Linked DNA regions of Mus musculus: region 1 is linked to region 2. A link is a contact called in public Hi-C data. All regions are on one chromosome and are shown on one strand. The core of a region is the stretch at or near the end of the contact, and the rest is flanking DNA. Distances in the headings are between cores, read along the strand shown. Region 1 overlaps Rora (RAR-related orphan receptor alpha). Region 2 overlaps Rora (RAR-related orphan receptor alpha).

Evidence for each region. Hi-C and Micro-C count contacts between places; a contact is called where the count stands out from the background.
Region 1: a contact with region 2 is called in a Hi-C map of liver, with 2.3 times the contacts expected there. The contact joins two enhancer-like sites. A contact is called at or near these places in 4 of 484 Hi-C or Micro-C datasets (B cells, epiblasts and liver) and 1 of 115 datasets of contacts at active chromatin or transcription factors (memory CD8 T cells).

What each region holds. Positions count from the first base shown.
Region 1 is chr9:69,327,625-69,334,226 of GRCm38.p6, forward strand. All of the region lies in intron 2 of Rora (RAR-related orphan receptor alpha), which reads left to right. Among named protein-coding and RNA genes, the nearest start is that of Gm46153, 25 kb to the left of the region's middle. Within about 2 kb of position 5,142, at least 17 of the 459 cell types and tissues checked have an H3K27ac peak or open chromatin away from gene starts, as enhancers often do. A contact at or near this core is called in liver, where this site is marked.
Region 2 is chr9:69,107,931-69,114,724 of GRCm38.p6, forward strand. The region is part of intron 1 of Rora (RAR-related orphan receptor alpha); the gene reads left to right. Among named protein-coding and RNA genes, the nearest start is that of Gm46153, 190 kb to the right of the region's middle. Within about 2 kb of position 2,606, at least 12 of the 459 cell types and tissues checked have an H3K27ac peak or open chromatin away from gene starts, as enhancers often do. A contact at or near this core is called in liver, where this site is marked.

The sequences.
Region 1 (6,602 bases), core at 3,892-6,391, 220 kb after region 2:
ACTAGGAAAAAAAAAGCCAGTACCTGTCCCCTGCCCTCTTACGTTCAATGTCTGTTTCTAGAAAATTAATTAGAAAAGACTGGACTCAAAAGACAGAGACATCTCTGATAAATCTGCATTTGTAGTAGGAAGGGACGCGTGGGCATCTGGAATGAAGTGAAAGGTGAAAGTCCAAAGGTGTCCTCAGACCTGGAGGCTCGTTCCCTATTTTAATGATGGTGGTCAACTGGCAGAGAGATGACAAGACACGGGAGAACCTGGCTCCAAGGTGATCAGAGCAGTGGATTGTGGGGAGTCTAGAGAATGAGGGGAAACAGGGCTGTTTCGGTGAGGCCTGTGTTTGCAGCTCCTTAGTCAAAGCTTCCTCTCTACCTGGAAGGAGATTGCAGAGGAGGGGTGCCTTCACCAAGAGGAGTCTGTGTGCGTGCGCTACCTGGGCGCTACCTGGAAGGGATTGCAGAGGAGGGGTGCCTTCACCAAGAGGAGCCCATGTGCGTGCGCTACCTGGGGGGAGGAGTTTTTTTTCCCCTGTATCTTCTGTGTTTACTGGCTTCCAGCTCAAAATAATCCTCATGCCAAAGTGGCATGCTCAGAGCTGGCAGATCGCAGGCCCCTTCACCAGTTACCTGTAGGCTGAAATTAGAACCCAAGCCACATGACTTCAGGGCCATCCTCCCTCTCTCTCTCCCCCCTCTCCCTCTCCCCCCCCCTCCCTTTCTCTCCCCAGCTTCCTCTCCCTCTCTCTTTCCATATACATGCATATATATGCAGATACATACACACACACATGCTCATCCCAGAGACTTACATATTCTGATACTAGAACCCTGGCTCCACACCCTTGACAGACATGATAATCAACTGCAGCACAGTGTCTCTTAACCAGCACCTGCTGGAAATCCACCCAACTTGGAAAGATGAGCTGAAACCCACTTGCTGTCTTGACCTTTGAGTAATCCTGGGATTAAGCAGTAATTCCTAGTTCAGGAAAGCAGATGGAGATTAACGTTGATTATGGAGTCTAATCTGAGAGCAGACAAAAATACTGATAGCTCACATCGTGGAAGCGATGGTCGTTCCCACTGTACACCAGGCATTTGAGTCTTATAGCCCTGTCAAGTAACTTCTGTTAGCTCTATCACACCAGTTAAGGAGTAGGCATGGGAAAGGTTAAATAACACAAGTATGATCATAAGTCACAAATTTAACCTGGAACCTAGGCTCCCCTCCCTTTCTAAGGATACCCTTTTTAAACTCATGGTATACATGGGGTACCTGCCCAGACCCCAGATGTCAGAAGAATATTTAGAACCTTCCTTATCATGCAAGCCCCACCTTATTCCCAACTTTCTAAACATTTTTTTAAATTTTATAAATTTTATAAAATTTTTATAAATATCTGGGTGTGGCCAGAAGAGGGCTCTAGGTCCCCTGGAGCTGGCATCATAGCTACTTGTGAGCTACAAGATGTGGGTGCGGGAAACTGAACTGCAACCCGCTGAAAGAGCAGTGAGCACTCTTGAACTACTGAGCCCAGTTCTTCTCCCTAGTCTTTTAAGAAAGATTTATTTATTGTGTGTCTGTGTGAGTGCATGCACATGCATGTGTAAATGTGGAGGCCAGAGGTGGTAGCAAGTGCCTCACTCTGTCTCTCTCCATCTATGCCCTCGGGGCAGGGTCTCCTCCTGAATCTGGAGCTGGGCTGGAAGAGAGCAAGCCCCAAAGATCTTATGTCTCCACCCCTCTGTAAGCTGGGCTATAGCTGTACATTAGGCACCTGGCTTGCTACATAGGTGATGGGACCTGAACTCTGGTCCTCATACTTGTGTAACAAGTACTCTTAGTTGCTACACTATATTTCTCTTGTTAGGCTTTTCTTCTGGTCCTATGAAACCCTTTGGCCTCTTTGGGCTGCTGGCTAAAATGAATGTCATCCAGAAGAGAGGCTTGCCTGGGAAGTTAGGGACGCTTTTGATTCTTCCTGTCCGTGCAAGAAGGAGCTGCCTGGCAGTACCCTTGGATGTCTATAGTGGCCTTTCTTTCCCCTCTGGAGTCAGCACACTCATAAGTAGGAAGCAGTTGGTGGGATTCACTAACTCCTCCCTTGCTTTGGGCACTTCTATGTGTTAGGCACTGAGCAAAGCACTAATGTGTACCATGAAGAAGAAAGACAGGTCTCCGCTCTGAACAACTGACAATCTAAGCCCCCAGTGACAGCTCACAGCCTTCCAGAGGTGATAAATGCCATCAAGAATGAATCCAGATAGTCACAGCAGATGACATGTGGTGAGAGGGCCATGGATATCTCTGGGTTTTGAGTTTGTGTGCACCTGAGGACAGATATTAAAGGAGACTTTAAAGGACAAGCAGCACTTCTGAGTCTCTGGATGTGTCTGCAGTGTGCTGTAGAGAGGAACGAGATGGACAGGGGAAAGACAGGATGCCCATTTCAAGTGTGGGCTTCACTTTCTCTTTTCTAAGTATCTCTTCTTCCGGTAACTCCCCCCATTCCCCAGCTGTTCTAACTGATGTCCAAAGCTCATAGACCCTCCCTAACTTCACCTCTGTGAAGCACTGTTTATGAGCAGTCCTGTGTTTCTTGCCCTCCAAATTGAGGCCCTGTGGCTTCCAAGGTTCACGTAAACACCAGGCAAACCCAATCTCTGCCCCCCTCCTCCTGGGTGAGCTGGGTCTATTCATCTGGGTTTTATGACATGAGGATGATGGGAGACAATTATGGCAGACGAGCAAGCAGATGTGTATGGTGGTACCATGCCAGTGCCACTCCAGCTGGAGAATCTTGGGACATCTTTTTGCCTATTTTAAGTTGCTTTCGCTGAAGAGTAAAGAAAAGGGTGGTGTGTGTGTGTGTGTGTGTGTGTGTTCAATCGTGCACACTCATGTACTTGGTGAAACCATAGGAGGGTATTAGGTATTTTCCTCTATTGCTCCCCTTTTATCCTTTCCTTTGCTCCCTGACTCTGGAGCTCACATTCTTTTTTCCAGCTGGCGGCCTAGCAAGCCCAGCCATCCTCCTGTCTCCATCCCCTTTGGTGCTGGGATTACAGGTATCTTAATTAGGGTTTCTATTGCTGTGATGAAACACCACCACCAAAAAGCAAGTTGGTAGGGAAAGGTTTTATTTGGTTTACACTTCCTCATCACTGGTAATCATCAAAGGAAGTCAGGGCAGGAGCTCAAACAAGGCAGGAACTGAAGTCAGGAGCTGATGCAGAAGCCATGGAGGGGTGCTGCTTACTGGTTTGCTCACCACGGCTTGCTCAGCCTGCTTTCTCTAGCGTATATTAAGTTAACATAAAACTAGCCAGGGCGCCAGACATGTATGAGCCCACAGTGAAACATTACATGGTTGCTGGGATCTGAGTTCTTCCATCACTGTAAGAAGGGGTATGAAGATACGTTGTATCTTGGAAAATTGAAAGGTGCTCTCTACTACATTTTTGGTAGCTTGTTCTTCTACTGTTAAAACTCCCAAAATTACAGCAAATATTCACTATGTTTTGCCTGTTCCATGATGGTTTTGTTATAGACAAGGAGTGGAAGAAGGAAAAATAGCATGCATGTTCTCTCTGTATGTGTTTGTCTCTATGTCTTTCTGTCCCCCGCCCCCTCTGTGTGTGTGTGCGCGCGCGCGTGTGTGTGTGTGTATCTGTGTGTGTGTGTGTGTATCTCTCTGTGTGTGTGTGTGTGTGTGTGTGTGTGTGTGTGTGTGTGTATGTGTGTGTGTGTGTGTACTTATAATGAATTGCTCTGAGTCTCTGGAGAAGTGCTAGCACAGGACCCCGCAAGCCAGCAAGTGGAAAGTTGAGGTCTCAGCTGGGAGATGACTGTAGCTCCCATGGAGACAGTGTCTTCGCATGGCTGACATTAATGACAGCCCAATGCTATGCCCTCGTGAAGGGTTTTCATTTCAGAAGAACATCAAAACCACTGAGTCCTTTCAAGTCATCTTCTTTTACTGCGAAACCAGAAACCCTGCCGACGTCTGCTTGTCCTAATAACCTATGTCCCCGGCTGCAGGCTGTAGAAACTGGCTGTCATATAATTTTCTAATTTGTGTGTAGGTAGTTTCAGCAAACAAGTTGGTTTATTTCAGGGCATAACATCAGAAAGTGTCTTTTAATCAGTGGCACTGGGTAACAAAATCAGAATTTCCACCAAGTCCGCCCTCATTGAACAGTATTGTCAGGAGGGAAAAAAAATATGACGCAGGGTCTCATTCTAAGTTTTGGATGTTATTAGGAGACAGGGCTGATTGTATTTTAACAAATGTACCAGGAAGCATCCCTTCCCATGAACTTTGTCCCTTCAAACCAGTCAATCAGCTAGGACAGCCAAACATCTGTGCCAACAATGTCAGCATTGCCAAAACATTTGTGAGCAATCCTTTCTGGAGTTGCCTCCACCTCCTGCAATGTCTCGGTCTTTTCTTCATAGTGGCTGTGCTCCTTCTGCAAAAGGACATGATGGTCTAGAACACCCAGTCATTAATGCCCTGGAAAAATTAACATCAACCACCAAAAAAGTCCCAGGCTCCTTTCCTTTCCAGGGGTGGGGAGGGAGGGCCAGAAAGGAGCCAGCAATGTCCTTCTCCTCTGGTCGGCACTCAGCATTTACAAAAGAAAGATTTCGAAGTGTTCTGTGATGTCAGCATGAGTGTATTAAAGACCAGTCCTCATTTTGGTGTGGAAGACAGTGCCAGTGATCTCTGTGGAAGAGAATAGGGACCCCTCATTTTCTTCTTCCAGAAAATCAAGGGAGTGGATGATGAAGGTGTTCATAGGTGGCTCGCCTGCCTGCTGTAACCTAGGGGCATCTATAGCCATGAGATTCTTGTTAGCCTTCCAGGTTCCCTGTTCTGCATCCCACACATGTTAGAGTGTGTCAGAATCATTGCTCTCCTAACACTGTCCAGCGGACTCAAGGAGACAGAGAGAGGAACTCCTGCCCAGAATGACCTGGAATGGTGACTCTCAGTGACATAAACTTATCTCAGGAGGGTTCTCACTTCACCTGCCATTCCAAAAATCCCCAAAGTGAAACATTTGCTCACAGGGGAGCTTGGGACTGTCACTGTAGTCATGCTGAGCTGTTTCCAGGATGGGCCAAGCTGCGTTACACAACCATGGGGTCAGAAGAAGGATGTACCGGGTGGTGGGGGTTTGGAAAGCTCAGCCATAACTGATATGGAGGTTCTGTCGAACCGTCATGGCTCTACCCCTCCTTACATGTAGATGGGCCATCTAAAGCTACATGCCTTTGAGCCGAGTATGGTAGCCCATGCCTGAAATCCTAGCACTTGGGAAGCGGAGGCTAGAAGATCAGGAGGTCAGGACCTCTCTTCGATTCATAGAGTTCAAGGTGAGGCAGAGGCACAACGAGACCTTGTCTTTAGAAACTGAGCAGTGGAGGCGGGGGCGGGGCAAGGCCAAGGGGAGGAATCCTTTTTTATGGTGTAAAAGATGCCACTGAAAGTATTCACAAGAACTATACTATTTTCCATCGCTCTGCCTTTTTTCTAGGGATATTTTTGAGCTTGCTTGCAGAAAAGGAAAAATGGCCACATTTGGACTGGGACAAATGACAGTGTGCCTGGAAAAGTCCTTCTTGGGGCTGCCACTTGTGAGCTCAAACCCTAAGGCCCACTGGCCATTTCGACACACGGTTAAAGAATTTGTGACTAATCTCCCCCAGTTTAGCAGCTGTTTTCTCGGTAGACACAACCCACATTAATTCAAATGACACTTGATTCCAATTCATCCACTAGTTAATAACTCCCTGGCTTGTGGACTGTGTTAAGCGAGCCCTGGAGTCCTTGCTCCACATTTTTGTCATTGTTACTATTTCAATTGAACGTGGGCTGTGGTGTCCTAACAGTGACAGAGATGGCAGCTACCTGTCAGGTTAGCAGATAGCTTAGGAGCTCTGCTGTGTGATGTCAAGGGTCCCACAAACCTTTGACCCAGTTATTCAGGTTAGCCTAAGGCAAACTGCTCACCACCATCAAGAAGAAGAAAAAATGGTTTTCCCCATCTCAGCTGCTGCCTTTAGGTCCCTTTATAAGCTACTGGGATGGTCCATTGTAACAACCCCACATTTGAAGTCATTGCTGTGAGTCTCCCTCCCTCCACACCTTCAGAAGCATAGGGTGTTTGGCCCTGGGCCTTGGTTCGAGAGTCATTCTCAGAGAATATTTGTAACTGGGCTGGAGCTGGAGCCCCGTCGGCACAATGCCTGCCTGACATGCATGAAGAGCCAGGTGTAATCTCAGGCATGATGGCATATGTAACCACACTGTGCAGGAGGTGCAGTTAGACGTCAGGGACCAAGAGTTCAAAGGCATCCTCTGCTATAGAGCAAGTTTGAAGCCAGCCTAGGCTAACTGAGACCCTGAGGAGGTAGGGGAGGTGCACTGATAAATTAATTAGCAGTGTGCAAATTTGAAAAAGCCAATGAGAAGGAACGAGAAGAACAAAAGCTTTGCTCTGAAAGGACCGCTCTGTCCAAAGGCTTAGCAGTCCTTACTTTTGTAGGCCCCGGTGGTCTTCTTTTCGGGGTACAGTGATATGCTCTTGGGAAGT
Region 2 (6,794 bases), core at 1,356-3,855:
ACAACTGCACATGTTAACTCGCAAGGTATCAGCCAAACAGGGGTCCTTTTCTTCTGCAACTTCATTAAGATATTTGTAAGTACCGATGCTCTCTGTGGAAAAATACCTAAGTCGGGCGAATAATAAGACGGAATAAAAACCGTGGGCAGGTTTTCAGCCTGCTATTTTATCTGCAAAGAACTTATCAAGACAGTTCTCTCAAATACCAGTTGGCACATTTACTTTCCCTCCAACTCAATTAAAGGGTGTTTTTCTTAAATATTTATCATGGAAGTTAATTTCTCTTTGTACTTTACTTTCTGAGGCTAACAGTTAAGAATTTGAGATTAAAGAAAGGAGGTGGCTTTTTTTTTTCTACTGCTTCATTCACACTGGGGAAAAAAATTAAAAAACACGATTTTGCCCATTCACTCATCTTAAACAGGGCATCGTAGCCTGGTTAGGATGAGTGATGGTTCTCATAGAAGCCATCTTTTCAGCTCACGTGTTAGAAAGCCCCCCACCTGCCGTGTATGCTCCGTAAAGATGTGTTAGAGATGAGAAACGGAAATGGACTGATTGACTCGGCCTCTCAATGTGTGCCCCACCCACCCACCTTCTCGTCTCTTAAAATAATCACTGTAGGAGAAGCTGTGAATTCATCGCTGAAGTCAACTCCTCCTTCCCACCTGGTCAGTTCTTTCTCGTTTTCTGCACGTGATGGGTTCATTAGAAAGAATAAAAACCTATTTTATTAGGCCTGTCTTCACTTCATTGGGCCTGTCTTCACTTCAGCCTGCCAGAGTGGCTAGCTTAAGTTTGGCCATTCTGCATTCAACTGAGAGAGTCCCCTGCCCCGTTTGCTTCATTCCATACTCATGAGCCTCTGTACTTATTTTTTTAATGATGCCATCAGGAGCTAGCCACAGAGGCAATTCTACAGTTTCAAAAATGGTATGGGGGCAGAGAGTAAAAATGGAAAGTTCAATTGACACCTGGCCAGTGGTTTATAGGTCATCAGCTTCTCTCACCCCCAAGTGCACCCCTAAGTCCGTACTTTCAGGAGGCTCCACCAGCTCTTGTATGATTATTCATGTCTTATTAATTTCACAGCCCTGTGCTGATCTTGCAGCATTTCTTTCTCCTTACTTGCTCTGTGCCCACCAAGTGTCTTATATGTTTTAATTTTTTATTCCACTAGCTTTCTTGGAGTGGTGTGTGTGTGTGTGTGTGTGTGTGTGTGTGTGTTCTGTTATTGCTGCTGTTTTTTTGTTGTTGGTTTGAGAAAGAGTCTCATGTATCCAAGGCTAGGTTTGAACTCACTATGTTGCTGCGGATGATCGTGAACACCGAATCCCCCTGCCTCTACCTTCCGTGAGCTGGGATTATAGGTGGGTGCCACAGTACCTGACTGATGGGTTTCAAATCTGAAGCTCCTTGAAGAACTTAAGACTGTGATGCCTTCTGCTAAAAGAAGACTCAGTGACAAGCTCTCATTTATCAGAAGTCATGCTGGATAAGTGAGCTGCATTCCTGGTAGGAGGAACCCAGTGGTGACACTGGTGGGATTTATGTTCAGTCCTCCAACTCAAGGACATCCTGACATGAGTGTAGTTCAGGTTCTTCCACCTAGTAGCCCACCCTGCAATGACTATTGCCTGCCTGTCAGGACTAGAACCAGGCTTGAGGGGACACCTGAGGCAGAGTCTGCCCTTAAGGAACTGACAGTGGCTGTGTGGGATGCCTTTTCCTATGAATGGGTTACAGAAATAGACTCTGGGAGCTCTGAGGTCAGATTTTGGGGTGAAGGGGTCTTAACACAGAGGCTTACAAGTAAGTGGAATCTTTCAAGAGGAGGAGCTTTCAGACACAGAAGGGAAGTTGTGGGAGAAAGCTCAGTAGACAGGAGGTCAATATACAAACAGAAAAGAAGGAAGTTAGGACTCAAAATGCCTGGCGCATAGTCAGCATGGCCAGACTAGAGTGGGTCAAGCAAGAGGATGCAGTGTGGGTTCTGGCTAGTGTTCACATTTCTAGCCAGAAAGAACAAAGATGGCCCAGGCTTTGATACCTGGCTCACTCACTCCCTAAGCAGCAAGAATGCAGTAAGGCACTGAAAATCCAAGGGCCTCAATTTCTCCCTAGCCACACAGGGTGTTGTAATCCTATCCTGGTGTTGTCCTGAAAATCAGCAGGAAGCCACATCAGCTGTCTGTCCCCCAAGTTTACCAGTCATTATTTGCCTTTGTGTGAGGTGTCCTTATCATAGGTCACAGACTCAAAAAGCCAGTGGCCCAGCAGGTAACAGAGGTAGCAAGAGAGCCAAATTGAAGGGACTCTGCAGTGTGGAGGAGGTCTGATGTACACTAGGCTCCTCAGGACAGGAAGCGCTACATGATCCCAGATTTCAGATTATTAGAAATGTGCAGTACAAATTTCGGTCTGAAGTGTCCCCTGCAGTTGTGATCTGAAGTTGAGAACATGGCCAGAGTCCAGGCAGTCCATGTCTGTGGGCAGCCAGGTGGAGACCTTTGATCTTGTTTTTATGGAGTGATGGGTCTGTACAGGGCAAGGCTGTGGTTGTTCCTCGTTCTTAGCAGGGCTGGTTCTTGGCACCTGCCCCATGGTTAGAGGGCACCAACTGGCCACATGCAGACACCAATCACCAACGCCAAGGGTGAGGAAAAGCCAAGCCAGCAAGTGAGGTTTTCAACAGTGCTGAATTCAAAGAGTGACCCCATATCTTCGCACAAGCCCAGGAACGAAAACTTTTCAAAACTCAGCCCCAGCGAGACTCTCCTGGGAGAGAAGCAGATCCTTAAGGGGGGCTGGGGGGGGGGAAGAATCTGTAGTCTGTGAGGGGCAAGGTTTGCCAAGCTATTAAACAGCAAGTTACAATAGGCAAGTGCAGAGATCACAGACTCGGGGATAAATGTACACTCATCTATACGGGAAACTTTGATGCTTTCAAATGCTCCCACCATCTAAGGAGCAGGCAGCAGGCAGCGCCTACATATCTCACAGCGGTCTACCTGTCTGGGTGTTTGGGCTCGACGGCAGGAAGCTCTTTGAAACCAGGCTGAGGTATTTCAAACAATTCTGTTTGACTCTCCAGCTTGTATATTCTGCTAATGCCCCTTTTTGTTGTTGTTAAATTGGCTTTTTTTTCTTTTTATTTATTTAATTTTTTTTTTTTTTTTTTTTTTTTACTAATTTTGGAATCTCCTATTAAGCTGGCAGTCTGCAAAGGAGACGATGACAAAGCTAAGATGCCTTTTGACTATCTTAATTGAATTAACACACACACACACACACACACACACACACACCACACAGGTGAATAGCTTACCCACAACCCTATGTAAGGAAGGAGATAAATTAGACTCAGAGATCAGAACTATGTCCAACAACAGCCCCATTAAAAGTGCCAAATGTCTGAAGCACTTGACTCCTGCCCAGATTATTTCCTGATGGTTTAGGGAGGGATGTTTACAACTTTCTATGAGTAATAAATAAATTAGGAGCCACCCATTAGAGCTTTCTAAATTATAGACATGACAGGCAAATTTCTCCTCTTTGGAAGCATAGAATGACCTGAAAGCCAGTCCTCGGCTTCAGCCTGTTTTCTCTTTGATTCTCTTTTCATTTTTTCTCAGTTACTGAGGGAAGGAAATAGCAATGTTGAGGAGTTTGCCCCGTCCCTTGTGCTTGCAGCCACAGTTCTGGTAACGAGGAGTGAGGGCCCGATGTGGGGGATACCCAGCCATCCTCCTACCACTTGGGGAAAGGAGGTAGGACAATCTCAGTTCCAGCCTGAGCTACACACAGTGAGATCTCATTTCGATCCTCTAGTGTTTCCCCCAAATAAATCAAGGTGTCTGTTGAAGTCATGGAGTGGAAACCCACAGGGCTCCAGTTTCCTCTCTCCTGTTGATCTCACACAGGCCTTGCTCATCCTTCACCGGTTTGCTTCTTACAGTCGATACCTGTGTCCTGGCAAGGAGAAGTCAAATGGAAGATTTGAGAAGGTGGCTTCTGTGAGTCAGGGCTTCAAAGCTATTTCCTACAAGGAAAGAAAAAAAATTGTCTCTTTTTGCTAATGTTGCAGGAGGTGTGGTAGCTTGGCTATCTCTTCCAACAGCGTGTTGATGGTTGTGTGTGGGAATCTTACACAAGACCTAGCCAAACCAGAGAGGATTAGCTTTAATTTCATTCAAAACCGGTAAGGAGGAAGAAAGGCTGCCTGTACCCCGAGGCAGTGCTTAGGAACAGGTAGAAGAAGGTAGGATCCTGTTGGGGAGTGACAGACCACGATTCTGAGCTCACCCCCAGGGCTCCCGGGCCAGACTCTGGGTACATGTTGGGCTTTATTTTTACCTGGCTTACTAAGAGATCTTGGAAGCAAGAGACACCAGATTTAAAAGATGAGCCGTGAAAGTGTTGATAGGAACTGAAGTTCTCCTTCACAGATAGCCTGCTCGGGAGGGGAGGATAGAGTAAAAGATGGAGTGAAGGAGGGAGGAAGAAATGATGGCAGGGAGGAGAGGAGCCTTGGAAGGACTGGGGAGATGGGTCCCCAGGTGAAGTGCTTGCTGCAGAAGCCCATGGACCTGGGTTTTGATTCCCAGCACTGGTGCAGTACGCACATCTGAAGTCCCAACAGTGAGTGATGGAGACAGGTCGTTTTCTGCAGCCAGCCTGTCTAATTGATTTGGCAAGCTGTAGGCACAGTAAGATACTCTGTCTCGAAAATAGTAATAATAATATAGGGTAGAGAAACATAAAGGAAGAAACCTTACTCTAACCTCTGGCTTCTACATGCATGCATATGTACACATGCATGCATATGTCTATCCACTCCAGAGGCTAAAAACATACCGTGTATTCTGGAATCCTCCCATTAAAAAACCATCCAGACCCCCTAGTGCAGGCACTTCTTCTAATCCTCAACTACTCTGTCACCCACCCACAAGAAAATTTGTCACCAACATTCATACTGAGCCCAAATCAAGGAAACACAGGATGCTGTCTTTCAAGCAAGACACAATCTAGACCACTGGCTCTCAACCTGTGGGCCACACCCCCTTGAGGGTCTAATGACTCTTTCACAGGGATTGTCTAAGACCGACAGAAAACACAAATATTCGCATTATGATTCATAACAGTAGCAGAATTACAATTATGAAGTAGCAACAAAGAAAATTTTATAGTTGAGGGTCACCACACACGAGGGACTGAACTAAAGGGTCACAGTATTAAGAAGGTTGTGGCTGCTGCTGTAGATTGACCCTTTCCTTTGAGGCATGCCACCACCCAAGGAGACAAACTTCTGGTGCCAGATGTAGGAACCATCCTCAGCTAAATGGCAGACACATTTTTAAGGTGTTCTTTTTATGGCCTGCCAGCATAGCAGAGCATTTAGAGCCCTGTGTGATAAAGAGCTGGGCTCATAAGGCTCTGTGTGTGTGTGTGTGTGTGTGTGTGTGTGTGTGTGTGGTGTTTCATGCAGGCAGGGGTGTCAAGGCATTGCTTTATCAATGGGTGGAATTTCCTGTAAGTAGAAAGATAAATGAATTAGTAACTTAGAGTAATTTTTTAAAAATACATATCGAGATGAAAGCCAGGATAAGTTTGATCCCTTTTAGCCAATGAAGTATGATCTCTAATTAGGTTTCCACGCAGACGGTGTGGACCCAGAGTACATTTCTGAATCTAGTTGACCTTTTCAGCTGGGAAGCCAAATAATTTCCATTCCATGCTCTTTAATTCTGGAGGAATTTCTAATTTGTTGCCAGAGATAAAAACTCACTGCAAACAGGGGAAAAATAGTTTGAAATAGTCCAGCGTTCCATTTATAGAAAGAATATTAAAATTTTAGATCTGAGAGAACCCTCAGAGACCATTTTCTTCAATCCTCTTATTTTACTGATAATAAAAACTGAGGACCAGACAAAAATCAAAGACTTGCCCAAGGTCACAGAGGGGCTTAGGATCCAGGACCGGACTCATAGCTACTGCCTCTTACTCCAGAAGGAATTATCAATTTACCCACTGGGCTTTTCTTGTCCTTCCCTCCTTCCTTCCTCCCTCCCTCCCTCCCTCCCTCCCTCCCTCCCTCCCTCTCTCTCTCTCTCTCTCTCTCTCTCTCTTTCTTTCTTTCTTTCTTTCTTTCTTGTTCTCTCTCTCTTTATTTCTTTCTTTCTTGTTCTCTCTCTCTCTCTCTCTCTCTCTCTCTCTCTCTCTCACACACACACACACACACACACACACACACACATGTCCATATGTTACTGTGTTACTAAAGTAACCGTCCCTTGCTGAACTCCACCATCAGACTTGCTTGAGGGAAACTTGCACAGGCCAACACCTACCCTCTTGGCTTTCTTAATTTCTTTTGGAAATTGTCTATTCTCTCACCTTATTAATGTTAAAACAAAACGGGCTCTTTTATTGCCACAGGCAGAAGGGAAGTTAAATTCTTGATGGAGAGAAGTGTCTTCCCTTGTGAGAGCAAGTAAATTAGTTCTGAGGTCCTCTCACTCACCACAACTGTAATGAGAGAGACACCAGCCCTTCTTCATTAATGAGATGCCAATCACAAAGGGAGAAGTCGAACAGAGGCTTTGTGGAGGGGGTGGGGGGAGTGCTGATTGGCACTGTTGTGTGAAGGTAGGAAGCAGAAAATAAAAGCCCCCAGAGGTTGGAAAACACACACGTGGATGATCTCGGGTGGGAAGGGCAGGTCTGAGGAGAGCTCACTGTGTGCACGGATGGGCAAACAATGTAGTTTATGGAAAACGTCTTTGAAAGTGAGC